Linked DNA regions of Sus scrofa: region 2 is linked to region 1. The links are chromatin contacts, called in public Hi-C maps. All regions are on one chromosome and are shown on one strand. The core of a region is the stretch at or near the end of the contact, and the rest is flanking DNA. Distances in the headings are between cores, read along the strand shown.

Region 1 (6,192 bases), core at 1,016-3,515:
AGGACAGACAAGATTTCTGTTCTCATGGAACTGGCACTTGTGCATGTGTCTGTGTTGGTGTAAATAAGTAAACAGTAAATAAGTAATTTCAAAAAGCTATAAGGGCTGGAGTTCCCGTCGTGGCTCAGTGGTTAACGAATCCGACTAGGAACCATGAGGTTGCAGGTTCGATTCCTGGCCTTGCTCAGTGGGTTAAGGATCCAGCATTGCCCTGAGCTGTGGTGTAGGTCACAGACGCAGCTCGGATCCCGCATTGCTGTGGCTCTGGTGTAGGCCTGCAGCTACAGCTCCAATTAGACCCATAGCCTGGGAACCTCCATATGCTGCTGGAGCGGCCCTAGAAAAGGCAAAAAGACCAAAAAAACCCCAAAAAAACAAAAAAACCCTGTAAGGGTTATAATGAAAATAGGGTGATGAAATAGAAAATAGTAGAAAAGAAACAACATTAGAGAGGGTAGTAGTGTTGGAAGATCTCTCTTAAGAGATAACATTTCTAATACCAGAGGAGCTTTCCAGGCAGGGAGACCTGCAAGGGCAGTGGCTCAGAGTGGAATAATGGTCAAGGAGACGACTAAGTTGTGACTACCATGAAAGGATTATTTGTATAGAAGTGAAATGTTTGATTTATAGTTCAGTAGTTTACTTTGGTTTCTTAGTGGTGGTAAGGGATAGAAACAAGACCAGGTAGGAAGCTGGTTGAGTAGTCAAGTAAGAGATGGTGTGTAGGGAAGTTCTCATGTGACTCAAGTGGGTTAAGGATCCTGTTTCCGCAGCTGTGGCGCCAGTTGCAACTGCTGACTGTGTTCAGGAACTTCCACTTGCCTAGGGTGCAGAGAGTTGGGGTGCAGGTTGAGGTGGGGTGGTGTTGGCTTGAACCAAGATGAAGTTGTGGAGATGGAAAAAATCAGATGGATTCTGGAGATGTTTAGGAAATAGACACTTGTTGGGGGAAGGAGAGGAATCAGTGTTAATCCTGAGTTTGAGGGTTGAGCATTTATCCAGTTGATGCTATTCACTGAGATAAAAAGATTTTTTTAAAAACAACAACAAAAAAGCCTCCCGAGAGCTATTACAGAGTGTTGGTACGCAGGGCAGGCAGGTAACATTACTAATGCAAGTAGAGTCAAGGAACTAAAGCTGAAAGTCTGGAGACCTTGGGAGAAGGCAGTATGAAGGGCTCCTGGAGAGGGTGTTCATGCCACCCCTTCTTCAGGGACTGCTCTCAAGACCCACTTTCCATGTCCCCTCTTGCCTCTGCCCCACTCAAACCTCTCTTCCCCCTATTCTGACATCCTCTCATCTGGCTCTCCCTAGAGAGCTCTGCTGCAGAAGGCTCGGAGCCAGCCTTCCCCAATGCTGTCACTACCTGTGGCTGGGGGCTGCCCGGCCCCAGCTCTCACAGAGGAGATGCTGCTGAAGCGTGAGGAGCGGGCGCGGAAGAGGAGGCTGCAGGCGGCTCGGCGGGCAGAGGAGCACAAGAACCAGACTATTGAGCGCCTCACCAAGACTGCGGCGCCCAGCGGGCGAGGAGGCCGAGGGGCTGCGCGGGGCGAGCGGCGGGGAGGGCGGACTGCAGCCCCGGCCCCCATGGTGCGCTACAGTAGCGGGGCACAGGGTTCCACCCTTTCCTTCCCACCTGGCGTTCCGGCCCCCGCACCTGTGTCTCAGCGGCCATCCCCATCTGGCCCTCCTCCTCGATGCTCTGTCCCCGGTTGCCCCCATCCGCGACGCTACGCCTGCTCCCGCACCGGCCAAGCACTCTGCAGCCTTCAGTGCTACCGCATCAACCTGCAGATGCGGCTGGGTGGACCTGAGGGCCCCGGATCCCCACTTTTGGCTACTTAAAGCCTTCACCCAACTCGGACTCTGCGCCTTCTCTGTCCCCTGTTTTCAGTGTCTTCCTCACCGTATTAAATTTCATCCGGTGCCCTGACTTGTACAGAATTGGGGGAACGGGGTATGGGCAGGCCAATTCCCTGTACACACATCTTGCCCCCATCGGAGCCTGCGTGGACTCCAGGGAACAGTAGCCGCTAAGCAGCCAGACTCCGGGTGGGCTGCTGGGACCCCGCCTCTTCCAGCGGGATTACCTGGAGTGGTCAGGGTTTTGGCGTCACCCCGAAAATAGAGCTCAAGCCAATCAGCGGGAACTTTGCTGTCCCGGGCGGCCATTCATTGGCTGATAACTCAAAGCCGGTTCTGTTGTTCACATTGGCTGTCGTCGCTGTCACTCAGGGCCATGGGTCGAATCTTACCCCGCTCTTTGTCTGTGCAAGCGCTTGTCGTCTGGGAGAGTGGCGGAGGCGCTGCTGTAGATTGGTCACAGGGATAAGCCTGTGATCGTTCCCATTGGCTGGTCTGTCGAAGGGTGACGCGGATTGGTAGGACGGAACAACCTAGGTGCTAGTTGGCAGAGCTCTCGCTGGATGGAATCTCCGGTCGGGGAGTGATGGTGGCGGCAGAGAAGATGGGCCGGGCAGGGACCATGGCGGTGGCAGCAGAGGTGGCAGGGGCGGGGCAGCTGGCAGTAGAGGAGGCTGTGGTTTTCAGGGGGCTGTAGGTGGAGGCATGGCTCGTGCCAGCGGCGGGAACGGAAGCGAGGAGGCCTGGGGGGCACTTCGAGTGCCGCAACAGCAGGTATCCCAACAGCTCCAAAAACCTATCGCGACAGCCATTTATTTCTTTTTCCTGTTTCCTTGTCCCTTCCTTTTGTGGGGTGGGGAGGAACTCACGGAGACAAAGGTACTGTGAAGTTCCCAGATATGCCCCTTCCACTCTTTGTCTAAACTTTAACATAGACGCAGTTGACTTTGCCTGCAGCTTCATAAACCCCATCTCTTGGCTGCAGTGGAAGTTTGCAGTGGCACTCCAGTGACCAGGGGCATAGCGAGGCCCCAGGGAAGCTCCCTCTGTCTTGCAACAGTTATTTGTGATGTTTTTCTGTGTGCCTATTGTCACAACAGAGTCCAGCAGCGTCTTCTCTTGAGGGAGCAATTTGGAGAAGAGCTGGAGCCCAGACTCGCGCCCTGGATGCCATCATTTATCATCCACAGCATTCCCCTCTGGTTGGGAGCCCTGTCCTGGGTCTCACACTGCCCTCCACCCCCTACCCTAGGAAGCCTGAGACCCAGGGTGGAAAAATCCCTCTTGGGGGTGGAGACTGGCAGACTATGGGGAATGAGGAAAACATTTTAGCTTTGGAAACTACCTTAAACCCTTTACCCGTTGTCTTGAGACTTTAAGATAGCTCAGACTGTCTTCTGACTTCTACCAAAACACTCCCTTAGCAGCAAACACCCCAGGGAGTCAGACGTGTGTATGAAAAAAGTCTCCTATGTGCAGAGCTGAAATCTACCCCTCGGAATGTCCACCACTTGCAGCTTATTCTCTAGACTGATTCTTGCTATTCCAAATCCTCTTCTATGCTGGCAGCCCTTCAGATATTTGACACTTGACTATCCCCCGCCCCATAGATTACTCCATTGACAGGGTGGGATTGTGTTTGTATATGTAGGGGGTGGGGGTGGACAGTGCCTTGGGCTGGAATCTCCCTTGGCTCCAAGTGCCTCCTTGCTCCCAGCTTCGAGAGCTGTGCCCAGGAGTGAACAACCAGCCCTACCTCTGTGAGAGTGGTCACTGCTGCGGGGAGACCGGCTGCTGCACCTACTACTATGAGCTCTGGTGTGAGTCTCTAAGGGGGCTCTCCTCGGGTCCTTCTGTCCACCTGCCTTTGGACCTCAGCCTTCAAGGACGCTTCTCTGCATGGGCGGTGTCTAAGACTCTCCTTCCTCACCTCCTGCAGGGTTCTGGCTCCTCTGGACTGTCCTCATTCTCTTTAGCTGCTGCTGCGCCTTCCGCCATCGACGGGCTAAACTCCGGCTGCAGCAACAGCAGCGGCAGCGTGAGATCAACTTGTTGGCCTACCACGGGGCATGCCATGGGGCTGGTCCTGCCCCTGCTGGCTCACTGCTTGACCTTCGTGAGTGACCTGAGGCTCTGGGATCACTCCAGGGACCCCTCCCAAGCCAGGACCCTGACTCATCCCACATTCCCTTTTCAAACATTTCAGGACACACTGTTCCCTAATAGGAAAGAGACCATCATCCCACCCCTGGTTGCCTCCAGCCAATCTGCCATTCTTTCCTGCAGGCCTCCTCAGCGCCTTCAAACCCCCAGCCTATGAGGATGTGGTTCACCGCCCCGGCACACCACCACCTCCTTACACTGCAGCCTCAGGCTGCCCCTCGACAGCTTCCAGTGAATGCACTTGCTCCTCCTCTGCTTCTAGCTGCCCTGCCCACCGCGAGGGAACAAATGTGGAAGGTGTTTCCTCCCACCAGAGTACCCCCCTTCATCAGGAGGGTGAGCCTGGGGCAGGGGTGAGCCCTGCCCCCACACCCCCCTCCTGCCGCTATCGCCGCCTCACTGGTGACTCAGGTATTGAGCTCTGCCCTTGTCCTGACTCCAGTGAAGGTGAGCCAGCCGAGGAGGCTAGGGCTGGTGCCACCCCACCAGACGTGGAGGGACAGTCTCCTTGTGCACCGCCCCTAAATCCCATCCCCCAGGTCTCTCCCCTGGGGCTGGCTTCCAGTGAGGGGGACATCCCTTAAGCAGCTCTGGGAGGGTGGGTGGGTTGCTTGCCCACCAGAAATAACCCTGTTCCCAACGCCCTGAGTTTTCCTCGGCCTCTTTCTGCCCTCCTGGAATCTGAAAGGGCTGGAGTCCTGAGGGGAGGGGCAGTGTTTGGGGGACTGTGCTAGCTCTACCCCCCCAAGACATACACAGAAGCCTTTGATCTCATTAAAGAGATGTGAACCAGCTGCTTGCGGATTTGGGTGGACTAGTGCTCGACTCGCTGCATTGCACTTGACCTGACTAGATTTGGAGGACTCAATGGCCACTTTTTCCACGGGCTCTGAAGGGCTGGACTGAGCTAAGACCTCTTGGTGAGGCAAAGCCGGCGAAACCAATAGAGTTGAGTATGGTTTTCCAATTTATTTAGAAAAATAGACTCTTAAGTTCACATTCACCCCAGGGCTATGTGGGATGACAGTAAGGAGACCCCTGAGATGAGCTGAGGAGGGTTTGAAGCATTGGTATCTGAGGGCTGGGGGCAGAAGCAAGAGACCGTGTCCCTCTAGTCCAGAGAGGAACAAGGGGTCTGGCTCCCCTCCCATCCTCCCACTTCAGTAGTCTTCAGCCATGACCAGTAGGACAAGGCTGGTCCAGCCCTGGAAGGGGCGGCAGCCCATGCCCCGCCCATCCCGGTCACTGTACTGCTCCCACAGGAACCCCGTGGCCTGGTATTGCCGCCACACGTTGCCCACCAGATTGGCACGCAGCTCTCTATGGAGCTTGGCTGCACGGGCCTGGTAGGGGCCCTCCAGATGCCCATAGTGGTGAAGGGCCCCCAAGGCCAGGTAGTTGATATTGAGCCACACAGCACCCCGCCAGTAGGGAGGGTCATGCTCTGAATTGCGCTGGCTGTAAAAGGGGCTGGATGCTGCGAGGGAGCGCAAACCAAAGGGGCTCCAGAGATGACGGCTGTCAGCTAGAACATCCAGCAGGGGCCCAAGGCGGGATGAGTTGGGGTCCAGCAGCCGCAGCAGAAAGGGAAAAAGGCTGACATAGCCCAAGGCATCCACATATTGTAAGTGAGGGTGGGGCCGGCCCACCACTCGCACCATCCCCTGGGGAGGCCGAGGCTTCAGCTGCACTGCTTTTGTGTGGTTCCCAAAGTCTGCAAAGACTCCTAGCTCTGGAGCCCAGTGCAGCTCATCCAGGCTCTCCTCAGCTTCCAGTGAGACAGCCAATGGGCCCAGCTCTGCAGCTGCCTCAGCCTCTCCCAGCTGCTCTGCCAGCCGCATCAACACACGGGCACCCAGTGCCACCCAGCATCGCAGGTCCAGGTGCCGCTCAGTAGCTGAAGGGTGTGAAGCCCGGGGATAGTCATCCAGCCCTGAAGGCAGCGTCTTGGGGTTCAGTAAGGTTGGCAAGGCTGGGTCCCGGCCCCGCCAGCGGTAAGAGAGTGGTACCGGCCCTGCCTGGCTCTGATGAAGCCAGGAGAACCAGGCATGCAGGCGGGGGAAGGCCCTGCGAAGGAAGGCAAGGTCGGCAGGGTCACCACCCTCTAGCATGTGGGCTACAGGCAAAAGCAGGGTTGGGGGGTTGGCGTGGGCGGTCCGTTGCACC
Region 2 (6,192 bases), core at 2,425-4,924, 100 kb before region 1:
AGGTGCTTTCCTCCTTGTGACCAGGATCCACTGAGCATCGGCTGGAGCACTGCCTGGTCCTCTGCCCAGCCCTAATACCACCTTAACTGTCAACCAGAGTATGGTCTTATTTACCTTGGCGGGGCGGGGGTGGGGGGGGTGCTTAAAACAACAAACATTTATCATTCCCAAGTTTCTGTTGGTCAGGAGTTCTTATTTACTTTGAAAGCCATTCTGCTTGCTGTAGGACAGCCACTGCTATAAAAGGACAACTGCTGTGTGTGAGCAAGGGACAGGCAGGGCGGAGGAGAGGGGCACATGGCTTGATGTCTCCCGATTACACTGACCGCGTCAAAGCCTGCTGTCTCAGAGCCTCAGAGACTTCTGAGGTGAGGTTTTCCCACTCTAGCTACTCCTGTCTTCCTCAAGTTGGGAAGCAGGTTCCTCAACCAACGTGATGTGAGGGTTAGTGAATCGGTGGAAGTCAATTTACCTCCATAACTCTAGTAGCAGGGATGCTGGGATGGAAAGGTATCGTCTTTTGTCTTGGCATCTCTCCAATTAGGCAGGTGAAACGGGGATTAAGGGACCCTATCTAAGTCTCTACTACAGGATTTCTAAGTCTTTACCCCTTAGTAAAGTTGTATTTGGTTTTCCAATGGACTGGGGTGGGCTTTGTTCCATAAAAAGAGAGCCCAAAGGAGGTAGGGTGGTGAGAGGTGTCCCTTCCCCGAACAGTGCCCAAGCCCGGTCTGTTCAGCCGTGGTTAGGAACCAACTCTGTACGAAGATGGTGGACTGCACCCCACATGAACCACGGGATGGAGTGGGGCTCGAAGCCTTTGCCGCAGAAGGGAAAGCTGGGTATCAGGTCCCGAAGGATCTACTATACACCCTTCTTGTTTTCCAGCGCTGTTAGGAATTTTTCTCTTTTTGTTTATTTCAATTAAAAAAATGTCATTATCACAACATTGTAAATCAACTATACTTCAATAAAACTTTAAAAAAACGAAAAAATTTGGACTTCCTGCGTGGCTCACAACATACCTCCTCGGCGTTGCTTCTGCAGTGGCTGTGGCTCGACCCCTAGCCTGGGAACGTCCATATGCCGCAGGGGCAGCCACTTGTTTAAAAAAAAAAAAATGAAAAAATTAAAATTACCTGTCAACTATACCTCAAAAAATTGAGATAAAGCATAGAAAATATATGTACAAAAAGTTTTTCTTATTAAAAATAAATTTTTAAATGTAATTTACATTGGATTTGGGGGGAAAGAGAAGGAAGAGTTCAGTGCATCATCTTGAACTAGAGTTTTTTTTTAATTTTTATTTTTTCTATTATAGTTGATTTACAACGTTCTGTCAATTTCTGCTGTACAGCAAAGTGACTCAGTCATACATACATATATATACATTCTTTTTCTCACATTATCCTCCATCATTTGAACCAGTTTTTGATTCCTACTGAGATTTAATTTTTTTCATTTAATATTGAACAATGGCATTTTGTGAATTGATAACCATATCCATGTTTAAATGAATATAATTCTATAATTCTATTTTCTTATTTATTTATAGGATTTTTTTTCTTTTCTTTTTTTGGCTGCCCCGCAGCATATGACCCAAGCTGCTACAGATTCTTTTTTTTTTTTTCTTTTTTTGTCTTTTTAGGGCCATACCTGAGGCATATGGAGGTTCCCAGGCTAGGGGTCCAATCGGAGGTGTAGCTGCCGGCCTACACCACAGCTCACAGCAACATCAGATCCTTCACCCACTGAGTGAGGCCAGGGATTGAACCCGAAACCTCATGGATGCTAGTCGGATTTGTTTCCGCTGCACCATGATGGGAACTCCTGCAGTCAGATTCTTAACCCACTGGGCCGCAGCAGGAACTCCCTGCATCTTCATCTTTGCTAAATAACACACAGTGTTTTCCAGAGGGGTTGCAGTATTTCACACCCCTATTGGCAGTGTGTGATAGTCTAGCCTGATTATTTAAAGACAAGAGTTGGTAGATCTGGGATGCTCTGGTTCTCTGCCCCCTGGCATTTGCTCAGTTCCCCCTTTTTGCCTTCTCCACGCAAATATTCTCCCTCTTCTCTGAACTTGCATCCTGCTGCTGGCCTAACCCAACCCCACCACCATCACCACTCTCCCCTACAACACAATTGAGAACTCCTAAAACCTCATTTTTGCATTTTGTTTCCTGGTCCAGTATCAACAGTGGCTTTCCAGGGCAGTCAAATAACGTCTAAACTCCTTGGACTGGCACCCAAGGCTCTCCCATGCCCGGCTTCCTCATTTTTCCCAAGACTCGTCTACCCGCCCCCCCACTCCCCAAGGGGATGCGCTTGAATCCAACCAAGGGAACCCAGCCTGCTGGTGGGGGTGTAAACCAATACAGCCACTATGTAAAAACAATGTGACAATGTTTAATAAAGATGAAAATACACATACTTGAGTGACCAAGTACTTTCACTTGTGTATGTGTGTTCCAGGGCACACAAACAAGAATGTTTACACAACACCGTTTGTAGGTGCTCAAACATGAAAGCAACCTGAATGTCTATCAGGAGTAGAATGGATAGGTAAATTTCAGTCTTTTCACTCTGTCCCCGACTGACTTTAAGTGAGCGGGCATATTTCTTTCTTTTTCCCTTTCTTTTTTTTTAGGGCTGCACATGCGGCATATTGAAGTTCCCAGGATAGGGGTCAAATCAGAGCTACAGTTGCTGGACTACATCGCAGCCACAGCAACACAGGATCTGAGCTGCATCTACAACCTACACCACAGCTCACAGCAACACAGATCCTTAACCCACTAAGCAAGGTCAGGGATCCAACCCCTGTCCTCATGGTTACTAGCTGGATTCACATTACCACTGAGCCATAACAGCAACTCCAGGGCATGCTTCTTTTTCGGGAATATCTTTATTTAAAACAGGAGCCCAACTACCTACCTTCCAAAATAGAGAAAGAGGATTTTCTTCCACTGAAAAATTAATTTCCAATATCATTGTGTTAATATGTCGGAAAATTCTAACAAGCGGTGGTCATGTTTTATCATTCTGTTAATCTAAGTGCTCCTTTTCTTTTTTTAATTCACTTTTTAAAACGTATACACTTAAATTTATATCTATAAAGTATTGAATCACTATATTTTAATTGTACACTTGAACCTAATACTGTAATTGAACAACACGTCAATAATGAATAAATAAAATTAGCATATTGGAGTTCCCATTGTGGCTCATTGGGTAAGGACTCAATGTTGTCCCTGTGAGGACGTGGGTTCAATTCCTGGCCTCGCTCAGTGGGTCAGGGATCTGGCATTGCCGTAAACTGTGGTGCAGGTCACAGACGCAGCTCGGATCCAGCATTGCTGTGGCTGTGGTGTAGGCCAGCAGCTGTAGCTCCGATTCGACCCCTAGCCTGGCCATGGGTGTGGCCCTAAAAAGCAAATAATAATAATAAAAATTTGTATATAATAAAATCCATTCTCTTTCGGGGTTCAATTCTATGAGTGTTAACTATGCATGATCTTTGCATTTTGTAGAAAGGAGTATCAAGATAGATTTAAAGTAATTTATGTTAAATACTGGGGCTTTGGAAAACAAAGTTTGATTTCACAACTTGGTTGGTAGGTTGTGTTTACTCTCTAAGTTCATGAAAGTGAAGTTCCACCAATCGATTCTTGCTCAATTGTCTAAGACTTGACTGCCTGCCAGGAGGCCAGTCCTGGGCTGACCCTTTCCACTAAGATCAGGAGGGGCTTTTCTGTAAAAAAAAAAAAAAAACAGGCCCGGCTTTTACTCTTCATGGGAAACTGACAAGCTGTTGCTGCAGGTGAAGGATGCAGCCAAGGATCTTTCTAAGCCAAGTGCCCTTGGCTGCCAAGTACACAGGCAAACCTAAACTCCAAAGGAGGGTCCTCCATATCTGAGCTACCATGTCTTTTAGAAAAGTGTCAAGATTTGATGGCCTAGAAAAAGAATGTATATATGTATGTGTGACTGGGTCACTTTGGTGCACAGTGGAAAATTTACAGACACGGTAAACCAACTATAATGGAAAAAATAAAAATCTTTAAAAAAAAAAAAAAGATTTGATGGCCTAAGCATTAAGGGAGAGTGAATACTTGGCCCCTCATTTCTCCAAGAAAGGAAGGGAACATTGGACCATTAACAATCATAGTCTCCCAAGTACGTTGTCAGCTAATTTAACTGTTTAACCAAAAAACCCACCATTTCATTCCATTTACTCTGACATAATGCCAAAAAAAAATTAAATTTCTAATTATTATTATTATTATTATTACTGTCTTTTTGCCATTTTCTTGGGCCACTCTCATGGCATATAGAGGTTCCCAGGCTAGGGGTCGATTTCAGAGCTGTAACCTCCGATCTACACCACAGCCACAGCAACTCGGGATCCGAGCTGTGTCTGTGACCTACACCACAGCTCACGGCAACGCCAGATCCTTAATCCACTGAGCGAGGCCAGGGATCGAACCCGCAACCTCGTGGTTCCTAGTTGGATTCGTTAACCACTGAGCCACGATGTGAACTCCAAATTTCTAATTTTTAGGAAAAAAAAAAAGAAATTTCTGCATGTCATTCCATCAAGACTACCTTCTCCAGTATTTCATCCTTCCCACTCCAGCTATTTTGACCTTTCTACTTCAGTGAGTGAGTTCACAAAAACGGGATGCTAGGCCTCACCAAGATGGTGAACTTGATGGCCAGGCTCTCTGGGGGAGTAGGAATTAGCATCTCCCTCAAGTCCCCAGGCTAATGTCGTTGGTCAGGGGACCACACCTGGAGAATCACTCTTCTAAATCTAACTAGTCTAACTAATAATTCACAGGAAATATGAAAGGTAGAGGAATTTATTAACATCATGAGGAGGCATTTAAGGAAAAAAAAAAATAGACTCTGAGAAATAGTTCCTTCAACAAATTATTAGAGAAAAGCAAGCAAGCAAGAACCTAGAGTTCCTGCTGTGGTGCAGTGGGTTAAGAATCTGCCTTCAGGGAGTTCCTGTCATGGCGCAGCAGAAAGGAATCTGACTAGGAAACGTGAGGTTGCAGGTTCAATCCCTGGCCTCGCTCAGTGGGTTAAGGATCCAGCGTTGCCCTGAGCTGTGATGAAGCTCACAGATGCGGCTCTGATCTACAGTTGCTGTGGCTGTGGAGTAGGCTGGTAGCTGCAGCTCTGATTCAACCCCTAGCCTGGAAACCTCCATTAGCTGTGGGTGCGGCCCTTAAAAAAAAAAAAAAAAAAAAAAAAAAAAGAATCTGCCTGCAGTGGATCGGATTGCTGTAGAGGTACAAGTTCAATCCCCAGCCAGGCACAGTGGGTTAAAAGGATCCAGCATTGCCACAGTTGTGGCATAAGACTCAGTTGTGGCTCAGATTCAATCTCTGGCCCAGAAATTTCCATATGCCACAGGTGTGGCCATACATTTTTTTAAAAAGGAAGAAAGAATGAACCTAGAGATTAAAGGGAACTTAATAGGCATGGAGAGCAAAGCCAAGACAGCAGCCCAGTCAAGAGTACAAGCTTTGTCCTGCACATGAAGCTGGATGTCAGTGTCTACCGGATTCTTCCCGGGGCCTCCAATAGTGGCTAAAGGCTGAAACTCAGACCAACCTGCTTAGACTGTTCACATCCAAATCACTTTAAAATCACTGCCTACATCAACTCAAGTGTCAAGTATCAGTGATGCTCTCTGCTCAGACACCAGCAGAAGAGACAGTGACAGATTCAAGTTTCTATTTTGTTTTTTTTTTTTTTTTTTTTTTTTTTTTTTTTGTCTTTTTTGTCGTTGCTATTTCTTGGGCTGCTCCCACGGCATATGGAGGTTCCCAGGCTAGGGGTTGAATCGGAGCTGTAGCCACCGGCCTACAGCCAGAGCCACAGCAACGCGGGATCCGAGCCGAGTCTGCAACCTACACCACAGCTCACGGCAACGCCGGATCGTTAACCCACTGAGCAAGGGCAGGGACCGAACCCGCAACCTCATGGTTTCTAGTCGGATTCGTTAACCACTGCGCCACGACGGGAATTCCCAAGTTTCTATTTTGTAATCTGGCTCCAGGATGACACTGGACATAGGGCTTTCACTGGCATTTGCTTCATACCTCAGGGTGATGTTTTTGACTTTAACATTCCTTTGCAAAATTACCTCAAGTGGGTAAGGCAGGTATCTGAGAT

What was found. Hi-C and Micro-C count contacts between places; a contact is called where the count stands out from the background.
Region 2: a contact with region 1 is called in a Hi-C map of liver, with 4 times the contacts expected there. A contact is called at or near these places in 2 of 5 promoter capture datasets (fetal liver and liver), 11 of 47 Hi-C or Micro-C datasets (alveolar macrophages, embryonic fibroblasts, epiblast stem cells and 7 more) and 1 of 2 datasets of targeted methods (skeletal muscle).

What each region holds. Positions count from the first base shown.
Region 1 is chr3:68,580,779-68,586,970 of Sscrofa11.1, reverse strand. It overlaps WBP1 (WW domain-binding protein 1), which reads left to right and starts at 2,265. Exons shown (of 4, transcript XM_003354758.3): 1 at 2,265-2,637; 2 at 3,581-3,683; 3 at 3,803-3,979; 4 at 4,150-4,820. The coding sequence starts at 2,569. The coding sequence ends at 4,610. It overlaps INO80B (INO80 complex subunit B), which reads left to right. Exons shown (of 5, transcript XM_003124991.5): 5 at 1,315-1,933. The coding sequence ends at 1,845. MOGS (mannosyl-oligosaccharide glucosidase) reads right to left here. Exons shown (of 4, transcript XM_003124990.3): 4 at 4,976-6,192. The coding sequence ends at 5,187.
Region 2 is chr3:68,683,968-68,690,159 of Sscrofa11.1, reverse strand. It overlaps the pseudogene LOC110260122. Among named protein-coding and RNA genes, the nearest start is that of DCTN1, 45 kb to the right of the region's middle.